2 separate regions of the Zea mays genome follow, and region 2 is linked to region 1. A link is a contact called in public Hi-C data. All regions are on one chromosome and are shown on one strand. Each heading gives the region's core, a stretch centred on a gene start, on an enhancer-like site or on the middle of the called end of the contact. The rest is flanking DNA. Distances are from core to core; before and after follow the strand shown. Region 1 holds the start of LOC103640651 (regulatory-associated protein of TOR 1). Region 2 holds the start of LOC100284153 (holiday junction resolvase, S1x1p, URI domain nuclease).

Region 1 (5,759 bases), core at 1,666-4,165:
CACACCGTTCCTCAAAAAAAACTTTTGCATATTCCATCCTTGCTTCGAGGAGCAGTGGGTGATATTCCGTGGAAAAGACGAAAGGCCTGGGTGTGTTCAGAACACATGTGCTCATAGGGCTTGCTCGCTGCATCTTGGTTCAATGAACGAGGGTAGGATCCAGTGCCCTTACCATGGTAAGTCTCCTACTGTCTGAATTAGTTTAAAGATTCTCGGGGTTACTGTATCTTGTTTTCAGAAGTGCGCCTACTTGTTTGTTTACCCTGTCTGAATTAATAGTACAATTAAATAGTCATGCTTATAAAACACAACTTCTCTCTCTCTCTCTCTTTCTCTCTCTTAAAGTTTGATGTATTGGTTCCAGCACATTTAGTTCTACAACCTCAAAATTAGCTGAAAGATGTTCTGATAAAAGGAAGGCATTTGTTGTTGTTGTTTTGACATTCTTATTGCTCTCTTGTGATTTCGTTTATCACAGAAAAGCAAGGATGATGCATAATGAACGTCTATGATTTATAATGGTATGTTCTTCAGGTTGGGAGTACTCTACTGATGGGAAATGTGAAAAAATGCCATCAACAAAGATGCTCAACGTGCCTCCTTCAGGATTTATAGTTCATGCAGAGGTAAAAGGAAATCCTGCTATGATGCAGTGGCACAAGTGTATTATATTGTATTGTATTGTAGCGGTGTGTTCTTTTGATCATCCAACAGATAGTGATGGAACTGCCAGTTGAACATGTACTACTCCTGGATAACCTCTTGGACCTTGCTCATGCTCCTTTTACACACACATCCACCTTTGCCAAAGGGCTGGAGTGTTCCAAGGTATACCTTTGCATCTCACTTGTGAAAACTAGCTGACGAATATACACTTCCATAATATCACCATGGTGGCTGATGTCGTGTTGTTTCTGTCAGTTTGGTGAAGTTCTTAACACCTGCGTCTGGGCTCCAAGGGTACTGGGATCCTTTCCCGATCGACATGGAGTTCCGACCGCCATGCATGGTCTTGTCGACCATTGGCATCTCAAAGCCTGGGAAGCTAGAAGGGAAGAGCACCCAACAATGCTCCACGCACCTCCACCAGCTCCACGTCTGCTTGCCCCCCTCTAGGAACAAAACTTGGCTGTTGTACCGGATGTCGCTAGACTTCGCTCCGTTGCTCAAGCACGCACCGCTCATGCACCTGCTGTGGTCACATTTTGCAGAGAAGGCACGTCAGTCAATGTGATAAAGTAGTTTATAGGAATTAGTGTAGAATGCGGCTGGAATTGGTTCAGAAAATGTTCTTGACAAATCTAATATCTTTTCATGGTGGTCTTGTGCAAGTCTAGAACGAGGACCTCCGGCTTTTTCTTGGTCAGCAAGAACGGATGATCAATGGCGCCAACGTCTGGAACTGGCCGGTATCATATGACAAGCTCGGGGTACGGTACCGGTTGTGGAGAGACACTGTTGAGAGGGGCTCTAAACGGTTGCCATTCAGTAACCAAGCTGAGAGTGGATCATAGCCGGCCGATGGGCCTCTTAATTTCTTCCTCGTCACATTTATTCGTGAGACGACGGCCAGAATTAGTTACCTAGGCGTGCGTCTCTATGCTCTGCTCCCTGATGCTGCTGCGTCTATCTGGAAGGCGAAGGTTGATGGGCAACATCATCGTCTCTCTCTCTTCTCTGGTGTTTGAATGTACACTAGCGTCAGCATCATGAGATGCAATTGTAATTTGAGGTTGATATTTTCTTTCTTTCTTTTTTTTTCCTTTTCGCTTTCTTCTTTTCTTCGCCCTTTTTGTGTAAAGATTCAGCAAATGTTACTCTGTCAAAGCATGTATAATCAATCATACTACTAACTACGGAGACATGTTCATATGAGAAATGGCAGCAACACATCTTTGCTTATATTCACCATCCGTTCCTAGCGTGTATGCCACAACAGACACAAAGTCGTCTAAGCTATGCACATCGAAAAACAAAACAAAAACCAGGAAAGAGCAGTTGGTTTGCGGCTGCTTGTGGGCCAGGTCTGTCAATGACCATACGAGGAATGATATGCACCAGAGCTCCATGCCAAATGGAAATGAACATCACAAGGTTTTCCTATTTGCCAAATTGCCAGTACCAACATCAGATCAAGGAGTGGTTCCAGTCAACGTTAAAGATCTATACAAAACTAAATCAGTATTGAGCTGTGCGTTGCGACGGCATACAAAATATTGAATAAAATAGTAATGCACAACTAAATCATTTCAAAAATATATGTAATGCTCAAAGGATAGTGTTTGTGGATGTTAGAGAGTGAGCGGACGCTCCTGGATAGCGAAGCGTGGAGAACGAGCGAGCGGGTGGGGGCGTGACGCACAAAAAACCACGACTGGAACTATTAAAAGTAGTGCATTATTATAGTAGTAAAGATAGTAGATAAAATACCCCCACCCAGTTGTTAACATGTCGATCTAATAATTCAAAATACCACTTTTAAAGATGGGATAAATATATTAGTCCAGATTTCCAGATAACAAAACTACATTAAATTAGCCAAAGAGACTATATGGCACTTCTACATAAAATAAAATAAAATAAGAAAGAAAATTCTCGTTGAAAGAGAAGTGATAACAATAATGGGAAATGAGAAGAGAAAGAAATACTCTACAGTAGGGTGTATCATAGTGATGTTTGTCGTTCCGTATCAATGTTTCATACAAATCTTTTACTTCCGTCGCAACGCATGGGCACATATCTATAACAATATAACACACATATGTACATAAGTTATCGTATCATTATATGGTTCCGTTGCAACGTACGGGCACTCACCTAGTATACATATATATTTATAGTGCATTCAACCATTACGAGAAGAGAACGAGCTGTGTCCATTGTCTCCAAAAGTAGTAAAATAATGGAGGAAAGAGGGCAGGCAATTTCCATTTCCAACCTTTATACTATAAATTTTATTTTGTTTTCCCTCAATCTCTCTCCTCGGCTGCTCGCCTGGCGTCGCGTCGCCTGCTTCCTCGTTCCCGCATCGAGACGCCGCTTCCCGTCCCTTCCCCCTCCTCTCTCTCTCCTCCCGGCCAACCAAACCCTAACCCTAAACCCCTCCCCCACCAACCTCGGCCCAGTCTCCCCACCCCCACTGACCCGGCTCCCCACCTCCGACTCGCCACGCTGGCCCGATTCGATCGATGTACGTGAGCGAGCTCCCGACCTCATGATGGTTTTGGCTGCGGGGTGAAAAGAGGCACAGCAAGCGTCGATGGCATTGGGAGATCTCATGGCGTCCAGGCTCGTCCACTCCTCGTCCTCCAGGGGACTGTCGTCCTCGCCGACGCCGCCGTTGCCCAATCAACACCACCACCAGAACCACAACCATACCGGGGATGGCCTCCTGGCTGCCAGCGGGCCGGAGCCCAGGAACGGGCTGGAGGCCGACGAGGTGGATAAGTCGGCGCCCGTGCCGTACCTGCCCCAGCTGGTCGTGCTGTGCGAGCAGCGCCACGAGCCTGAGGGGATCGATGAGGCTGCGGCCGCAGCCGCAGGGCCCTCCACCAGTGGCCTCGTCTCCAAGTGGCGCCCCAAGGATCGGGTAATGGATGTGATGCAGATTGCAGATGCCGTTTCTTCTGATGTTATACTCCGCTATTCACTGAATTCGGCAACGCCTGTTCTCGGGGGCATCTTTGGGATAGCACTTAGCTGATTTAGCTTTAAAATGGTAGCTTGGGTGCAGCTGCGAGGAGTATGAAGTGATTACGGTGCCTGCCAACTTAGCAAATTAGCATTTATTTATCAATCTCCGTTACGGAGCACGTATGGACTAAGGTGTGGTGTTGCCAGATGTAACTAGCGAGGCCCCGGAAGTCACGGAATAAGTAACCGCTATGCTCACTATTGTGAGCAGGACAATCACGATATGGTGGTATGCATTATCGTTTGCCACTGCCTAGTGTCTTCTGCTTCACAAGTGTTTTGAAAGGTTGTCGGGGAGGGATAAATTATAAATTACATGTTGTATTACTCTTTTACTGCATAATATGACACTGAACATTTCTTTGTTAATATTAACTGCTACAAAACAAATGTATTGTGCCCAACTCATTCAAATTCTTAACTTCATTTACCACCTAGATGTAGCATGGTGATAACATTTTCAACCTGTATGCCTTGGATAAAAAATAAACAGTATTATTCTGGGTATCTAACAGGCCCTATAAATATTGTGTTGATCATGGTGACATGTGCATATACCTACATATAGAACAAAATTCCATGCTGTGCAGTCTTTGAAAAGTTTTTGGTATCGAATAGGCACTATCACATACCTAAATATAATGAGTGCTAACCCCCCCTTCCAAGTTCCAAGTGACACTTCATATCAGTAATCAGTGACTTGTTGGCATCATATCATTAATGGAAATACTTAGTCTCACTGGGTTGCTGTTGGTGAAGCTATATAAGTTATAGGCAAAATTGCATCAATAACAAATGAACCATTTTTTGCACTTTTCTAACATACTGCTCATAGCATCATATTGCTAAATGGAATGCCTCAATTTTGCCAAAGTTCAAACATGGGCAGAGTCGCCATTGGCCAAGTTAAACTTTGCTGACCTCCATCTGTTAATGTCACTGGAGGCTTAAGACTTAAGAGCTTCCACTGTAACAAAGTTGGCATGCAAGCACATTGTTGTTTTAGGGTCACCATATTGTGCATGTTGCAATGGCATGAAGCACCAGATGGGAAATATGGTGTTTCAGTGCATGACAACATGCATATGTGATTGCTAGATAGGAGGTTTTGGCTACAAAGTTGAGGTTTCTGTACATGAAGCAGAAATCAATTTGACATAATGAGCCTTAAAGTCCCTGGAATAACATTAGGGATTATTAATGCTCTTGGGCAAAGACAATTTCTGCATATGTACGTACATATGTTCCATTTTCCTTATTTTCTTTTCGGAATTTTGCAGAACCACTTGGTGTAACTATGTACCATGTAAAGTAATCTGTCCTTTCACCCTTGAGACAAAGTCCCCTAGTTTTGCAGCTTATATTTATTGTGTGAGGATCATGTTGAAAGTCAACGGCACTACTGAGCTATTTCTTCTATTTACTATTGGAATTCTCTGTCTGTTCTGCCTGGTTTAATGTTCTGCACCGTTACTGATTTAGTCATTATAGAATTTATAGATATTTTATCGTTTCTTTTGTCTGGCCATGGCCTATGGGATGGTTTGCTAGTTCTTATAAGTTTTTCTACGCGAAAGGGCCTCTAGCTGAGTTCGTTAGGTGGTCTGAGTAGCAATCCTCAGGTCCCGAGTTCGAATCCCAGTGGGAGCGAATTTTAGGCTGAGGTTTAAAAAGGTCACTCGCTGGTTCTGCTTGTTGTGTGCACACGGGATGGACTGTTCTATGGGGGCTGGGAGGGCTCAACGCACAAGTAAAGATCCGGCCTATAGGGGGTGGACTCTCATGTTGCGCGAGGGGGGGGGCAGCTTTTGTGACCTTTTTCGGTCACGGTTTCGATTGGGCTTCTTCTTAATATAATACCGTGGGTGGTCTTTCCCCTACCGGCCGAGTTTTTTTGGATTGTTTACATGATCTTTACTAACAATGGATTTTGTAGTGCAGATGAAGACAGGATGTGTTGCACTTGTATTATGTTTAAACATAAGTGTGGATCCACCTGATGTAATTAAAATTTCCCCTTGTGCAAGAATGGAGTGCTGGATAGGTAAATTTTTAGTTCATTATAT
Region 2 (5,759 bases), core at 2,288-4,787, 320 kb before region 1:
TCGACAACTGTATGAGTCGTTGTCGGGAGTATGAGGACAGTCGTGTGCAACCGTACTCCCAGTATGGCATACCGCTTCTTCCGCCCGGTATACAGGTCCCTATAGCAAGTCTGATGCTGATGTAGCGGCCCCTGGCGGGGCTCGTAGGGTAGACCCACTGCGTGTTTTGGGATCATGTGTGGCATCACGAATCTTGTGTCACCCTCCTGCATGCGTAGGTGTACACCCGATATGGTGTATTGTTCCGTCCTTTCCTTTATGTGGGTAATTGTAGAGAGTCCGGTGTTGAGGTCCCCGCGGTCGGGTTGACTGGCCCCACAAGTCAGTGGGGCACGCCCGTTCTTACCGTGTGCAGTCGTGCCGACAGTGACTTATCGGCGCACCTTCGAAATGTCATGCATATGGTCTCGACGTGTCTTGAGGTCGACACGTCTTGTTGTAGCTGACATGGTTCGGTGACACGGGGTTGTGACCTCCCCCTCGCAGGGTTGCTCGACAGGGACTTACTCAGTCGCTCTGCCTCACAGGGTTGCTCGGCAGAGACCTGCTTGGTCGCTTTGCCTAGCAGGTCGACCGTTTTTTTTGAAGAGGTTGTTGGACCTAATTCGGGCACCTGGTTCTTGAGTACTCGACATCTCCCAATCCTGTTTAGGGTTAGGATTTCCACTTCTAACACCACCACTAGCGCTCAAGAATGACACGAAGCTAAACTGAGAGAATCTTGGTCGTGGCAAGGTGGTGATGAAGTGACGATCAATTGAGTCTATTTTGGTGTTATCTTCAGTAGATTATACATATGGTCATGTAAAAGAATGTTTTACACTGTAAATTATACTATTCATAGAGTGAACTTTAAAATGTAAGACAAGATAGGTAATATGATAGGCAAGTTGTTGAGGACAGCTTAAACTTCTGACCAAGTTCTGTCGTGCCAAGGAGCGGGCTGCATTTTTTATCGGTCCTGCATGCAGTCGGATTTGTTACTTCCTTCGTCCACAAATGTTTGTCGCTATGATATTCGTGCTGGTCAAAAAAAATTGACTAGATTTATAGAATATATTAGTAACATTTATATCTTCAAATAATTTTACTACAAAAATAGATTCAAAGATCTATCTAATAAAATATCTATCTAATAATACTAATTATGTACTATAATTATTAATATTTTTATATAAATGTGGTCAAAGTTAAAAATGTTTGACTCCTCAAAGAGTGGGAACGACCAACATTTATATATTCAAATATTTTATATTGTTGCATACTTGTGCTAGTAACAACAGTTTCAAAGCCGGGCATAAATTTCCACATGGCATTCAGCAGAACTTGGCTCAAATGCAGTGCGGAAAGAATAGCTCCACTGAAAGGCCAAGATGAATGAGAAGAAATATAGGTGATTACAATACATAAGTATAATTTACATTTACAAACGGGTGTCGCATGATCCATATTATTGTTCGGAAACAATTGTTCATAGAAAAAAAAATCAAACATAGAATTTCACTGGGGCTACTCTTGGTTTTTCATGTTAAGAAAGCATAGCAGCAGCCATCTTGATTGTTCAGCAGAAGATTATAAGTTATCTTTGCTACGAGCTGCTAGAAGACAGGAGGATTCTTAAGTGGTTATGTTTCTCCAAGTTAGATGCCTGCCACCTGCATAGTGCAAGTGATTAAATGGTCTCAACTTGACTGCCATTTGATTTTTAGGTGGCTACAATCCATGAATGTTTCCACTCTGCTCAAAGCTGCTTCTCGATGTTGCAACACTGACTTCATGCTAAGCTCAGTTCTTTTCCGTGCAATTTTTCGGGAGACGATCTTCCATTTCGATTCAAACTCACAGGCTGCAAAAGGATGATAAGATAAATAAGACATCTTTTGCACTAGTCCAAACTCAAGTAGCAAATGACCATTTCCTTTCTGATGCAGAAATTGCAGATGCTAGTAAGTACAATAAGCTGAACATTACATTAAGAAACTTTCATGAACTGAAACACTCCAAGTTTTGTGGATGGTATTAATACTTTTATGTATGAAAATGAAGGAAGCAAAAATTGAATGCTTAGTACATGAGGATTAACTACCTCGAAAAAGATAGATGAACTAGTTGGTTATACGCCAGGACACATGACAGGCAGTCAAGTTGCTGCGGGGTTAGTATGGTAACTTGGTAAGGTAAACATAGCACAATTAACTGAAAACCCGAACGAACATAAAGAATAGTCCCAGCATCCAATTACAAGTAAATTTAGCAATCCCAGGCTAAATAGCTAAGAAAGTTGTACGCACAACCTAAAGAGTGACAAGCAGACTGTTCTAATCTATACTACTCTATTAAGAATCTAATGTAGGCATCTGGTGCTACCACGGCTTCACCCTCCCCACGCCCAGCGCCCACAAAAAACAGTGCAAAAACGAGCACTCGAACCCACACCTCTCTGTTCTAGAAATTTGGGACTAACCACCGGACCACACGTATCTTGGTGTTTAGAAATAAACAAAAATATATTTGTAGCCTAGGCGTCGCTCCCCACGGTCTCCCACCTCGTGACAACACACGGACACATACCTAGTCTATTAATTGAAGAACCATCAAAGTGTGAAGCTGTAAGCCAGAAAACAGATAGTTACTACTAACCTTCACTTCTGTTGGCAAATCCTTCAACAAGGCATGCGAGATTCCAAGGCCTGCCGGCAGAGGAAGCTTTTGCACCACCTTTTAACTCACCATTATGTTGCCGCAGCCTATATAAATATATAAAAAAGGCTCCTTTCACTAATACACAAATACAACATCTATGTGCATGACTAGTACTACAGGTCTTTATTCATTTTAACAGTATGCTTGCTTAAGCTGCTAGCTGTTATTAACATATACCTATTGAAAAACTGTGAATTAAATTTGCATTTTCAAGCATGTGTATCCTGCAAACCAGAGCAAGGCGACTCAGAGTATGAATACAAAACAAGAAGTACTAAATTGAAGCAAAGCAATCAAATTTCAGCCCTAACGAGATAGAGCCACACTGTCCTGCAACAAGCACAACCGGATGGGGTCAATTTCTTGTGGTTCTGCAACTCCAACCGTAGTCTTCTCCAAATGCTAACACCACACGAACTTAGCTTGCTGCAACCATATGACGACTATCCGAGACAAGCAAGTGGGGAAAGGAACGGGGGAGGCAGGTAGAGCAGGGCGAGGAATCACCGGCGAGGGAAATCGGTGGTGACGCCGACGTACGTGCGGCGGATCCGGGATGAGGCTATAAGGTACACGCACCACGGCGGCGGCGCCTTAGTACTCTTCGCGGCCCCCGGCGGCGGATCCCCGGACGCCGAGGCCGAGGAGGAGGCGGCAGGCTCACCGCACTTTGGAGGAAGAGCGCGCGGGATTTTGGTGGCACGGAAGGCCGCCGTGAGGCTCATCTCTCACCTGGCCGGCGGGGCGGAATCGTTCGTGGCATTCACATCCATCCATTCCATGCCCATGCATGGACGAAATTTACGAATTGAATGGGAGGAAATCGGTGACGTCATCGGATGAACGGGCCTTGAGCCCTTGATGGATAAATGATCGTGGGCCTCAATGGACAAATGGTGGTGTGTGTTGACTGTCTTCGGTAGAGTTTCAATAGAGTGCGTAAAATATAGGATGCAAAATTATAGATTTAAATTATCAAAATCATTTGAATTACATCTCTATTTTTGTTTCAAGGGTCAATTAAAAATCATGTAAATATTTGATGACGTTTTTAAACAAGAGGAAATATCCTTAAGCTTCTAGAATTTTTGAAAAAAAAAACACATATATATTAAGACATAAAGAATCCAAATAAATACTTAAACCACGTGAAAATACCTTTAGAAGCTTTCAAAATTTTAATTTAGCTCTAGACAAATTTTTAAAAGATAGAAAAAATCTACAAATTTCATAAAACACTCTAGTTGATGTTAAATAGCGTTTTGATTTTTCTTCACAACAAAAAATGTAATACACTCTAGTTGATCTTTTGCTGGGGCTTAATTAATGTGATCTTCAAACTTTGCTTGTTCATGGTGTCTTCACACGATCAGACCTGAGACAGGAACATCTACCCAAAAGCAGTCTTGTACTGAATAGCTTCACGAGCAACCCAGCTCCTTCGGCCGTGACAACAACACAATACCACCCAAAGCTGTGGCCACCCATCTTCTTTTCTTTCTCTTTTTATCTTTCCCCATGTCTTCACATGCACCTTAATTAATTATTCGACTCCAAGACCCGTTAATTACATCACCAGTGCAATGTAATTTTCACTCCAACCATATAATATGCACGCATCTCCATTTTTTGACCATACATATATACCCCTTGTCTAAAAAAGAGTACATGCATGTCTCTTTTCTTGAGGAGTTAGTAGATATTAAGTTTTTATAAAACCGGTTTTGGACGCCACGTCGATGTTCGATTTGAGCAAATACGATTTTAGACGGTTTTCAATGGGCTGGCAAGTTCTAGCACCTGTTTTCCTAATTTTAAGAGTCCGGGGACTATAATGCCAAGTTTCAGGTCCGTTGATACATTTTACTCGTTTTGGATGGGTGGTCATGTTCGAACACCCGTTTTACCGGTTTTGAGAATTTGAGAACTCAAGTGGCACAACATTGCTAACTTCAACTCGTTGATGCATTTTACTTTTAGGTTTTTTTTTAAAAAAAATAGTATCATTATTTGCAATTCTGAATAGGTTTATATGTTATAAAAAATATATTTCATTTGTATATGTTTGTTTTTTATGAGGCAATCAATCACAAGTTTAACTATATTTATAAAAAAATATAGTATCGTCATTTGTATTTTTGAACACATTTGCTATAAAAAAATATATTGTGTGTGACGGACGGGTATGTCATGATGTGTGTATATATATTAGTGTCTCTCACTTTGTGACGTGCCACTACACAATATACTGATCGATAAATGCTACGTGCAGCTGGCCTCTTTGCTCCAGCCGCCACGGCCGCGCCGTCAGCTATGGCGGCGGCCAACAATGCTGCTAGCGGTGGCGGCGACGAAGCGAGGTACCCGCTGAACGCAGAGTCCTACCGCCTGCTGTGCAAGATCGGGAGCGGCGTGAGCGCGGTGGTGTACAAGGCCGTGTGCCTGCCTCTGGGCTCGTCGGCGGTGGTGGCCATCAAGGCGATCGACCTGGAGCGGTCGCGCGCCGATCTGGACGGCGTGCAGCGGGAGGCCAAGGCCATGGCGCTGCTGTCCCACGGCAACGTGCTCCGAGCGCACTGCTCCTTCACCGTGGGGAGCCACCTGTGGGTGGTGATGCCCTTCATGGGCGCCGGCTCGCTGCACTCCATCCTGCGCCACGGGTTCCCCGGCGGCCTGCCGGAGCCGTGCGTGGCCGTCGTGCTCGGGGAGACGCTCCGCGCGCTGTGCTACCTCCACGGACAGGGGCGCATCCACCGCGACATCAAGGCCGGAAACATCCTGGTGGACTCGGACGGCGCCGTCAAGCTGGCCGACTTCGGCGTCTCGGCGTCCATCTACGAGACCATCCGGCAACACGCGTCTGCGTCGGCCTCGACGGCGGCGGCAGTGGGGACCGGCTCGTCGGCGTCGTGCTGCTTCAACGACGTGGCGGGGACGCCGTACTGGATGGCGCCCGAGGTGATCCACTCCCACGTCGGCTACGGCATCAAGGCCGACATCTGGTCGTTCGGCATCACGGCGCTGGAGCTCGCGCACGGCCGCCCGCCGCTCTCGCA

Evidence for each region. A called contact is a pair of places that touch in the nucleus more often than the background predicts.
Region 2: a Hi-C map of leaf shows a contact between it and region 1, with 3 times the contacts expected there. The contact joins the promoter of LOC100284153 here to the promoter of LOC103640651 in region 1. A contact is called at or near these places in 2 of 25 Hi-C or Micro-C datasets (leaf and leaf mesophyll).

The regions. Positions count from the first base shown.
Region 1 is chr10:924,590-930,348 of Zm-B73-REFERENCE-NAM-5.0, reverse strand. LOC103640651 (regulatory-associated protein of TOR 1) reads left to right here and starts at 2,915. Exons shown (of 23, transcript XM_035963278.1): 1 at 2,915-3,589; 2 at 5,635-5,737. The coding sequence starts at 3,260. It also overlaps the pseudogene LOC103642236.
Region 2 is chr10:1,245,947-1,251,705 of Zm-B73-REFERENCE-NAM-5.0, reverse strand. LOC100284153 (holiday junction resolvase, S1x1p, URI domain nuclease) reads right to left here and starts at 3,537. Exons shown (of 3, transcript NR_182038.1): 1 at 2,641-3,537; 2 at 2,087-2,148; 3 at 1,348-1,846. It overlaps LOC103640656 (serine/threonine-protein kinase BLUS1), which reads left to right and starts at 4,932. Exons shown (of 1, transcript XM_008664139.2): 1 at 4,932-5,759. The coding sequence starts at 4,963.